Linked DNA regions of Mus musculus: region 1 is linked to region 2. Evidence: chromatin contacts called from public Hi-C data. All regions are on one chromosome and are shown on one strand. Each heading gives the region's core, a stretch centred on a gene start, on an enhancer-like site or on the middle of the called end of the contact. The rest is flanking DNA. Distances are from core to core; before and after follow the strand shown.

What was found. A called contact is a pair of places that touch in the nucleus more often than the background predicts.
Region 1: a contact with region 2 is called in a Hi-C map of the N1E-115 cell line, with 8 times the contacts expected there. The contact joins two enhancer-like sites. A contact is called at or near these places in 1 of 15 datasets of contacts at CTCF or cohesin (pro-B cells) and 6 of 484 Hi-C or Micro-C datasets (the N1E-115 cell line, cardiomyocytes, cerebellum and 3 more).

Annotation. Positions count from the first base shown.
Region 1 is chr14:124,401,374-124,407,595 of GRCm38.p6, forward strand. All of the region lies in intron 1 of Fgf14 (fibroblast growth factor 14), which reads right to left. Among named protein-coding and RNA genes, the nearest start is that of Fgf14, 270 kb to the right of the region's middle. Within about 2 kb of position 4,163, at least 1 of the 459 cell types and tissues checked has an H3K27ac peak or open chromatin away from gene starts, as enhancers often do. A contact at or near this core is called in the N1E-115 cell line, where this site is marked.
Region 2 is chr14:123,367,977-123,373,433 of GRCm38.p6, forward strand. It overlaps Nalcn (sodium leak channel, non-selective), which reads right to left. Exons shown (of 44, transcript NM_177393.4): 16 at 3,502-3,638; 17 at 1,962-2,103. Among named protein-coding and RNA genes, the nearest start is that of AA536875, 200 kb to the left of the region's middle. Within about 2 kb of position 4,180, at least 4 of the 459 cell types and tissues checked have an H3K27ac peak or open chromatin away from gene starts, as enhancers often do. A contact at or near this core is called in the N1E-115 cell line, where this site is marked.

The DNA.
Region 1 (6,222 bases), core at 2,913-5,412, 1.0 Mb after region 2:
CCTCCCACCCACCCAATCCTGCCCCCACCTCCCGCATTCTCCTACACTGGGGCATCTAGCCTTCACAGGACCAAGGGCCTCTTCTCCCATTGAGAGGCCATCCTCTGCTGCATATGGGGCTAGAGCCATGGGTCCCTCCATCTGTTCTCTTTGGTTGGTGGTTTAGTCCTGGGTGCTTTGGGGGTTCCTATGGGGCTGCAAACCCCTTCAACTCCTTCAGTCCTTTCTCTAACTCCTCCATTGGGGGCCCTGTGCCCAGTCCAATGGTTGGTTGAGAACATTAGCCTCTGTATTTTTGTCAGGCTGTGGCAGAGCCTCTCAGGAGACAGTTATTTCAGGCTCCTGTCAGGAAGCACTTCTTGGCATCCACAATAGTGTCTGCATTTGGTGACTGTACACGGGATAGATCTGGAGGTGAGGCAGTCTCTGTATGGTCTTTCCTTCAGTTTCTGCTCCACACTTCATCTCCATTTTTGCTCCCATGAGTATTTTGTTCCCCCTTCTAAGAAGGACCAAAGCACCCACACTTTGTTCTTCCTTCTTCTTGAGCTTCATTTGGTCTGTGAATTGTATCTTGGGTATTCCGAGCTTTTGAGCTAATATCCACTTACCAGTGAGTACATACCATGTGTGTTCTTTCATGATTGGGCTGCCTCACTCAAGACGATATTTTCTAGTTTGATCCATTTGCCGAAGATTTTCATGAATTCATTGTTTTTCATACCTGAGTAGTACTCCATTGTGTAAATGTACCACACTGTTTGTATCCATTTCTCTGTTGAAGGGCATTTGGGTTCTTTCCAGCTTCTGGCTATTATAAATAAGGCTGCTATGAACATAGTGGAGCTTGTGTCTTTGTTATATGTTGGAGCATCTTTTGGGTATATGTCCAGGAGTGGTATAGCTGGGTCTTCAGGTAATACTATGTCCAATTTTCTGAGAAACCTTCAGACTGATTTTTTAGAACCCAGTTCTCCCACCAGAACAAGTACTGTATACCTCATCACACCAGAAAAGCAAGATTCTGATTTAAAATCACTTCTCATGATGATGTTAGAAAACTTTAAAAGGACATAAATAACTCTCTTAAAGAAATACAAGAGAACACAGGTAAACACCTAGATGCCCTTAAAGAAGAAACATAAAAATCTCTTAGAGAATTACAGGAAAATACAACCAACAGGTGAAAGAACTGAACCAAACCATCTAGAATCTAGAAATGGAAATAGAAACAATAAATAAATGACAAAGAAAGACAACCCTGGAGAGAGATCAGGGGTCATAAATGCAAGCATCACCAACAGAATACAAGAGATAGAAGAGAGAAACTCCGGTGCAGAAGACACCATAGAAAACATTGACAAACAGTCAAAGAAAATGCAAAAGGAAAAAAGCTCCTAACCCAAAACATCCAGAAAATCCAGGACACAGTAAGAAGACCAAACCTAGGGATAATAGGTATAAAAAAAGAGAGAGAGGAGATTTCCAACTTAAAGGGCCAGTAAATATCTTCAGCAAAATTATAGAAGAAAACTCCCCTAACCTAAAGAAAGGATTATTACATTAAGATAGATATATGTGTATGCTTTGGACAAGAGGCTAGGCTAAGACATTGAGTCCTAAACAGCAAAACCAACAAAAATGCAGATGTGATGCATTTTAAAGTAGGTCAGAAATCCCGGTAGAGAGCAGGATTTAGTGGTGATCTGGATGACTTCAGTCCTATCTTTCATGACTTCTTAGTTCTCTTTAAAGTTTATTTTGTATACTTTTGTACAATGTAGACTACAAATTGAATATATACCCCTACCCATGCTTAGATACTCAGGCAGCATTTCCTGACAAGTTCTGTGAGTTCCTCCCCGAGGTACTTAAAAGAACAGAGCAGGAATACTTCTGCCCTCCTACCAGAAGGAGTTAGTCCATGGAAATTCAGTATTATGATTGGTATCCAGCCTCACTCACACAAGCAAACATGTAAACTGCATGGATGTTATTAGTAAAAACAATTATGAATGCTAAATATTTTTAGTTTATTAGGGCTTGTATCTTTGTACACAGTAAACTTAATTATCTTAGTCATCTTGACGTGAAGATCAAGGGAAAATTCCAGAGTAAACTCACAAAAAGGTTTCCTGGCCTTATTGGTTGTTGGTGTTGAACATCCATTAATGACAGGTGAAAAGGCATCTTGAACTAGAGAAGTTCAAAACTATTTGTCGATCATTTATTTGTAAAGTGTCTAAATCAAGATTTTTTTAAAATGTTAAATTTAACAAAGGTCCCCACTGTTATACATTTTAATGATGATTCTCTAGATTTTTTTTGTTTTGTTTTGTTTTGTTTTTCCATTTTTTATTAGGTATTTAGCTCATTTACATTTCCAATGCTATACCAAAAGTCCCCCATACCCACCCACCCCCACTCCCCTACCCACCTACTCCCCCTTTTTGGCCCTGGCGTTCCCCTGTACTGGGGCATACAAAGTTTACATGTCCAATGGGCCTCTCTTTCCAGTGATGGCCGATTAGGCCATCTTTTGATATATATGCAGCTAGAGTCAAGAGCTCCGGGGTACTGGTTAGTTCATAATGTTGTTCCACCTATAGGGTTGCAGATCCCTTTAGCTCCTTGGGTTCTTTCTCTAGCTCCTCCATTGGGAGCCCTGTGATCCATCCATTAGCTGACTGTGAACATCCACTTCTGTGTTTGCTAGGAACTCACACAAAATGTACTCACTGATAAGTGGATATTAGCCCCAAACCTAGGATTCCCAAGATATAAGGTACAATTTACTAAACACATGAAACTCAAGGAGAATGAAGACTGAAGTGTGGACACTATGCCCCTCCTTAGAATTGGGAACAAAACACCCATGGAAGGAGTTACAGAGACAAAGTTTGGAGCTGAGATGAAAGGATGGACCATGTAGAGACTGCCATATCCAGGGATCCACCCCATAATCAGCATCCAAACGCTGACACCATTGCATACCCTAGCAAGATTTTATTGAAAGGACCCAGATGTAGCTATCTCTTGTGATTCTCTAGATTTTTAAGAAGAAACCTCTTTAAGGTATCAATAGGATCTTTCTTTAAACTATGAAATCACGGGAGAGAATTACTGGAAGCTGTCTACACACACACACACACACACACACACACACACACACACACACTAGAAAAACATGTCAGTTTTTTTTTTATGATCCTGTCATTTCCCTGATCTATCTGAAATTCAGGATCAGCTCATTTAGGCAATACCAGGTCCCTTTGCACTGGAAAGAAGCCCAACAGTACTTAGTCTCCACACCACACCAACAAATACCAATATTACAGGAATGACAGTATTAAAAATGTTTTCTGGTTAAGATCTGATTGTTTTTTAGAAATGCCTGAGATTAGGTTTTTATTAAAAGTCATATTTAAAGTGTTAAAATGAACAAGAGCCAGGACTTTGGATGACACTCTGGAACCCAGTAAGTGACATCTGGAAGACTGCCTATAAATAGAATTTGTCTACATGTGGGACTTTAAAATTAATTCCAATGAGATTTAAATACATCTATGCATCTTTATATGCTTTAGATGTCTCAGCTTGTCCATTTTGATGAGATGGAGAATATTTCAATGGGATGAAGCAATATTTTAAAACGGAAAATATGTCTTACCCAAAATTCTTCAGACAATGATAGACTTTTAAATTCAACCATTATGTCTTTTTAAAAAGATGTATTGAGAGGAAGAGAGACAGAGAGACAGAGATGCACAGATATGAAGGTCAGAGGACAATTTTTCCACACGATGTAGCCCCTGAAGATGGAAGTCAGGTCTCAGGCATAGTGACAAGTAACTTTATGCAATGAGACAATGTTATTCTAAACCTAACAATAATAACACCATTCATTCTGGAATGAAAAACTGATAGCTTACAATTATTATATATTTAATATATTAAGTTTTGTTTAGACATTTTATAAGTTTTAAGTCACATGATCCTCATAACCACTTTGTGAAGGGTGTAGCATTATTATTATCCTAATATTTATTGTGTAGGTGAGGAAATTAAGGGACAGACAGCTTAAATACAAGATCATCCTTAAGTAGCAGAGCTAGAAGTTGACATGAAGTACTATTCTCACAAGCTTGAGCTCTCAACTGCTGCACTGTTCTCTCCCCATATTAGCAACAACAAAAACAAAATCTAATAAAAAATAGTAAGCTCTTACCTACCTACACACAGCATTGTTTTTAAAGTTGGTTCCCTATTCAAAATGATCCAATTGAAAAGAACACTGTAGCAACCAGAATGGACTTCTTAAAAATATCTCCTAAGACCAACATAGGAAACATGCTTGGCTGTAAAACAGCCCACAAAATAAATAAATTATAATTTAAAATACCGTGAGACATAAAATATTACACGCTTGGATATATGATATAAACCAAAGTAAATGCAATTCATATTAGCATTAGTATTTACCACTTATAGATAGCAAAGAAGAAAACCACCCGTCCCTGTATCTGTGATCTCAACTTGTCCAGGCATGTGGTTTATTGCATACACACACACAAACACACACACACACACACCACAGAGAGAGAGAGAGACAGAGAGACAGAGAGAGAGAAACAGAACCATTACTTTCCTTACTGTCTTCCATGTTGCCCTAGTGGACAAGAACAGCACTTTTGAACAAAGAAAGGATGAAATACAGAATACTGCATCATTTAGACAACACCTAACAAAATATGAAACAATTATAAGAATCTAAAACTAGGCAAGTCTGTCCATTATATTTTAGAAATAGCAATGAAGTAATTTCTAAACTATGCCAAGTTTGGGGTGCTAGTTTGGCCTGAGTTCTCACTGACCTACTGTGTGTTACACAGTCACATGACCCTTTGGCACCTACTGTTTGGCAGATACTTTTTAATAAAATCGGCTTTTACTTTTCCTCCCAGTGGTCACAGTATATTTATACTACAATCATCCCTCTTCAACAATCTCTATCAAAAACATTGAGATAATTGACAAAAGTTAAAAGCCAAAATCTATGACCAAATAGTGTTTTCTGTCTCTATAAAATTAATTATCCTCTGGAGACATACTCTAGATAAGCAAAGATTTCTGAGCAAAAAGTATAATTGGAGACAATTTGTTTATACACATCAAAGTTGGATTCTTTCACACTACTCAAGCAAGACACAGCCAAGGCATTTAGTTGTACTTGCTGTGTCTTCAAATAATGAGATACCAACATTTTAAAACTAGAAGAGACATCAGTGGAAAATAATGAACCTAAGTTTCTTGTAACCCAAGCTACTTGTGTATCCCAGATATGTATAATAAAGAACACATCTCAGTTTTTGTTTATGGTTTCATCATAATTACTTAAAGCTTCTCAATTCTGAATGTCTTGTTTACATAAATCAATGTACCATAATCATATATCTTTGCCTTTCAGGTAGCTCCCACCCACTTACTCAATCCTCCCTAAGAACTATTCGTCCCTACTGCAGTGTCCCTAAGGCTAGGCAGCAAATATCCAGATCTTCACTGTGCTGTCTGTACAAACATGGATTCTTTCTAGTTCCTATATCACAACTAACAATAAGAAATTATGGAGCTGATTTTGGACATGTCATTTATGTATTATTGCACAAATATTATAGGATACATACATGGTGCACTATTGTGTCATTGTATGAGAGCCATCAGACAAGTCATACCCTTCAAGTGTTTTGATGTTTTGATGGTCCCACTGCAAACAACAAAAGATATGACTCTGTTGAATTAAATAATTAATAAATAAATTCCGACAGTGGGTTTGCTACCCACCTCAACGGTTTAAATTTCCGAATGAAAGAGACACACTCAGCCTTTATATTTTACATGCCCTACACAGCACAATAGCTAGGGCACTACCTAACCTCCACTACCTCCTGCTAATAATTCCTAGCTACTACTTAATATATTTTGTGTTCTATCTTGACTGCCCTGGACCCAGTTGGGCACCCCTCTGGGCCACTTTCTCCAGGCTCCTTCACATGGAGTCTATGCTTCTCTGTCCTTTACTATTCTCAGTTATGGCATCTTTCCTCTATTACACATTCTTCCAGCTTGGAGGATCTCTCTTCTTCTTCCTCCTCCTCTTTCCACATCTGGGAATCCTAAAATCCTGCCTGTCTGTCCTCTCCAGCTATTGGCTGTTCGCATCTT
Region 2 (5,457 bases), core at 2,930-5,429:
TTTTCTTCCCCAGTTGAAGTTCCTGCCTTGAGTTCCTACCCTCCTTGCTGGATTATAACCTATCAGATGAAATAAGCCCCTTACTCCTCACTTTGTTTTCGGTAATGGTGTTTACCACAGCAACAGAAAACAAATTAGGACACATGGTAACACAGGTAGTGCTCACTCCTAGGATCAGCTGATGAGACCTGGAGGTAGATATGCATTCTACTTCGCAGCTTTAGCTCAGGTTAGAATAAATATCATGAGAGAACCCTCCCAACTATAGTTTTTCTGTGTAAGGTCTACCAGATGGAGATGAGATGAAGAGAAACACATGGCTATCTATAATGGTCTTGTTTAACAGACAAGATGGGTCTTAATCAACTCTAGAGGCTGGGGGATAACTGTCACCTTCAAAATCTTGGTCCAAGATAAATAATATGGATGGCACCCAGGGTTCAATGGCTCTGGTAAGCTAAAGAGCAGCCACACTCACAAAATGTTATGAAGAAAACAAGAAGTAGCATTTTAAGCTCTGATAGTCTAAACTAAATAGTAGATGGTGGAGCAGCTTGGGTAAACAGAGACTCCCCTCTGCTACACCCCTCCCTGACACCTGCCAACATGCTTGTTTCCTTTCCTCAACAAATGATGGGCATCCTACCCAGGAATTGTGAAAACTTCATATTCTCTTTTAAGGAAGAGGTTGATTTGCAGTTTTCTGTGGGAAAGTGTTCCTAATGATTAGAAAGTATGTCCTGGTTTTGTCACACTGGGTATTTGGGGGACATCAGCTTTTTTTTTTTTTTTGTCTTTCTCTTGGATGCAGGTAGTCATAACCCTAGCATAGTCAGGGTGAGGAGAAGGCCACTTCACCTCTGGCTTATAGTCAAGTTTGGAAACATAATGAAACAAATTCAATACACTAAGACAAAACCAATCTGCTTTCTAGAAATGCAAAATGTAACTGCAGACTGTCCTGGACTAGGTTACCGTTTCTCCAAACATTTTTCCTGTGTCTACTTGGGCTGTTGTTTCTTTACCTGTTTATGGTACTGACTGGGAAGTATAGATACCATAGGGTCTTATTTCAAGCAAGCAAAATCAAGAACCAACTAAAAGAAGTTAAAAGTACCACACATATGGCATAATCTCTCACTACACAAATGAAAGCAAATATGGTATCATCTAAAGTCAATTTTGTGACCACAAAAAAAAAAAAAACCAGGTAGGGGGAAAACAAAATATTAATGCCAAGGACAAAAGTAGAGACAGTAATTGACAGGGAGAAAGGCAGTCCTAAAATGGATATGCCACACTTAAACAAGTCATAGGTGGAATGTCCTTGTGTAAGTGTCTTATTTTGAAAAATCTCCCTTCCCAGTTGGTGAAATTTTGATGAGAAAGGACAGAGAAGGTATATACTAATAAAATTTTTGAGCCCCAAGAATGCAGACAACATCTCACAGGCTTTCCCCAAAGAAAATGAAATCTAACCAACCAGATACAAACCTAATTATTTTCAACTGACAAAAAATAAATGAATGAAAAAAAAAAGAGAAGACATTAGCAACAGAGTGTTCTCTACAAGAATGAGGAATGAGATCTGAGAATGGTGAAGAGAAAATAAATGAGGGAAAGTTCTTTAAAATGAAGAGACATAGCACAAAGGCAATAATCATTGACATAACCTAGGGCAAGATGACTAAGACAGAGGACACAATACATATCAGCTCTGTGGGGTAGAGGAGGGTCAGGAGAGCCTGGACAGGAGCAAGTTGGCATTCGAGTTTTTAACATAATAGAAATATGAATTACATCACAAACAATATGTACATATATACACATACACCTATCTATTTATTATTTTCTTCTCTATTCCCTACAGACTTAGGAATTGAGGACTCTAAATAATTGTGCCACATTTTTCTCTAACATGTGCTTTAGAGGGGTTTGGTGATGGAGACAGTGGTTCTTACTTTTTGATCAATGTATTTGTTGTCTTCAGCTGTGGGCTTCTTGGGGTTGTCACATGATGAGGAAGAGGTAGAGGGGAGGATTCTGAAGAGACAGCAGGTGTCCTGTTGCTGGCGGTCAATGAACTGCTTCATGAAGCTTTCCCTTTGTGAATGAAGCACACAGATCAGGGTTACTCAGGAAGTAGAATGGGAGGTGGCATTTCAGAGACAATGAAGCAGTGCAGAAGATCACAAAAATAAAGATGTGTCATACCAAGGGCGATGGTTGGATTTAATTATCAAATTATTTAACTTAGGGAAAAAGCTTCCTGAATCCTTGCAAACTCCTGTTTAAAGACATAATGTCCCTGAAATAGCTTAAAAGCAAGGGTTTCTAATAATTGATGGTGTGATTTGAATCCTACCGTGGTAATGAGATACTTTATTTTCTCCCTACTACTTGAAAGAATTAATTCATCTTTTCAAACTTCTATTCATCATAAAAGTCCTTGAGAGATAATTTTACATTTAAAGACTCAAAAGGAAAAGACTTCATCTGATCACCAAAATATGAAAAATTTAAATAACATTAATGCAAGTAAACAAAGAAAGCAACTTAAAATCAGAAAAAGAAATGCTGTCATGTGCAACTTGGCTACAATTTGGTCACCAATAGGCTGCATGCAAATGGTGGCCCCATAAGATTGCATTGTACACCCAGTAATGCAGTAAGCATCACCATCTGCATCAACATATCTGATGTTGATAAAACCATGAAAATGTCCAGAACTCTCTCCAGGCATTAAGTGACATGATCCTCTTTTTCTATTGGAGTTTCAAGTGTTTGGCATTGCACCTAATCTCAACCTTCCCTAATCCCTCACCAAGATGTTTAAAGATAAATAAGTGAATAAATTTTAAAAAAATGGAAAAGTCTATATGATTTCATGATTGTACCTGGAGCCTTTTGAGTTATCATTGGAAGACTTTCCTCCAATTATTAAAAGCAGGAAGTTCCAAGCACCTTAAGAATGCATTTGTTTAGCAGGAAGGCAAAGCTAGTGCAAACTGAATCAGTGTGGGTGTAAATGTTAAGGTTCTTTTAACCAGTGGGAGGCAGATTACACTGTGACCAGATGGCCATATAAGCCAATGCTGCTGTAACAAAGACACCTTCCAGAGCTGCCTGCCTGATGTATTTAGAGATAAAGTGCTCACATCGAAGTCTGTCCTCTTTCCCTCTGAGCAAAGTTCACCTTGTCTATGCCTAGGAGGTCTAATGACTGAAAAGTCCACCTTGTCTATACCTAGGAGGTCTCATGACCAAAAAGTCTTCAGATGGAGGCGGGGACACAAGCTTGTGTCTCACTTGCTTCTTCTCTGAAGGGATGACTCATGGAACTCAAAGGCTTTGTACCACAAAGGCAGGGAGAAGAACAGGAGATAACAATTTCAAACACAACCCCAAACCTACCCACGTGCCAGTCTGAAAGAAGGCTGAGGTTAACTTAGATGGTAAGCCACGTTGTGAAGAGATACAGTCAACGAAACAATCTGATACCTGATTTTAGGAACTGTAAAATCTGAAGGAAGTTTTGAGATTTTCACCATTTGCGGTCTGTTTGGAAATTTTTCGAAGATTCTCAAGCGCAAAGGGAGTTTTTCTTTGGTGTCCGCGTTCGCTTCACTTTGCTTTAGCTAAAGGGTGGGGTGGGGGAGAAGAAAATTGAATCCCATTGTAATGAACAATTTCAGACTTGGGAGAATAACATGTAATTACACATATCGCCGCTAGATGGAAGAAAAGACCCACCATGCACATCACCCAGCGGTCCCAGAGATTGTTCACTGAGTCCTAAAACTGAGTTCAGGGAAGGACAAAAGTTAAGAACAAACTAAACCAATTTAAAATAAAATTCAAAGGAAGGTTTTTGTTGTTGTTGTTGTTGTTGTACTCTCAATGACAAGTCTCCTTTCACCCCACACACAACATCTTTAGCTTTTACTTACAATTAAACATTTGGATTTATTTTATGCACAGGCAGACTTGCTTATCTCCTTAGCTAACTGAAGGGGATGTATTTACATCTGCACAAATTTGATTTCTTGTAAGCCAAGGTTTATCTGGGGCAGACGTGGAACTAAGAATCAATAACTGGCTTGAATCCAGTCCATGCTTTCTTATCTTCCTCCTTCCAATGCTGGCTTTTCCTGTGACTTCTCTTCACTCTTTACTGCCTCTTAAGACGAACCACTCTGTGTATTGCAGTGAATCTTTCTTCCCTGTTTCCTATCCCTCTCCAAACTATAACACTGGTCTTACTAACTCCAAACGGGTTAAGAGAGCATCAAAGCCTCTTGTGTAATGTGGGCTTTCTTTCTTTCTTTCTTTCTTTCCTTCCTTCCTTCCTTCCTTCCTTCCTTCCTTCCTTCCTTCCTTCCTTCCTTCCTTCCTTCTTTCTTTCTTTCCTTCCTTCCTTCCTTCCTTTCTTTTTTTTTTCCATTTTTTATTAGGTATTTAGCTCATTTACATTTCCAATGCTATACCAAAAGTCACCCATACCCACCCACCCCCACTCCCCTACCCACCCACTCCCCCTTTTTGGCCCTGGCGTTCCCCTGTACTGAGGCATATAAAGTTTGCGTGTCCAATAGGCCTCTCTTTCCAGTGATGGCCGACTAGGCCATCTTTTGATACATATGCAGCTTTCAAATTTCAAAGTTTAGATCAGGAAATTATCAGTCAGTAGAAGCCCAGAAAAATTTTGCTAATCAGAAGGGACGGGTGAGATGATGATGATGATGATGATGATGATGATGATGATGATGATGATGATGATGATGATGATAGTAAAGCTCTAGCATCCAAGGTCACAAAACAAAGAGCACAGAAATCTCCATGGCATGAGAGTAATCTGAAAAGTAACTCTGTACATCAATGAAAGCTTATGAAGAAGTAACTGACTTCTAATGGGCCACTGATACACAACTGGTGAAAATTTGCGAGTGGTAAGTAGGGGCCAGAAGGAAAGAAAAAGCTGCTGACTTATTAAGACCGACCAGAGAGCAAGGCAATCCGTGATAGCAGGCCAGAGACGGATGAGATTGATAGTGTAGGTAGGAGCTTGCTCAATTGCATTTACTGACTCATTTGTTTAGATATTTGTGCTGTCACTTCTAGAACCAATCCAGGGAGCCAGATCCCGTGCAAAATTCTGAGGCTATAAAAATCAAAGGGCGCCTGCCTTTCCCCCCGACCCAGCTCATATCACAACCCACTGGATAGTTGAATAGACAATTACCTAGAAAGATAATGTGACCAATTACCTAGAAAGATAAAGAAAGATAAAGAGATGTGACCAGAGTGCTTGGGAACCCAAGGCAAGAAATGAGAAAAAAATAAACCATGGTATTATTTCTCCCACACTGACAGACCTCCCAGGCTGCAGTGTGTGATTCTTGTCTCCACTTCTTGGGGGCGGGGTCTAAGCTATGTGGACTGAATTGTGTTTTCTGC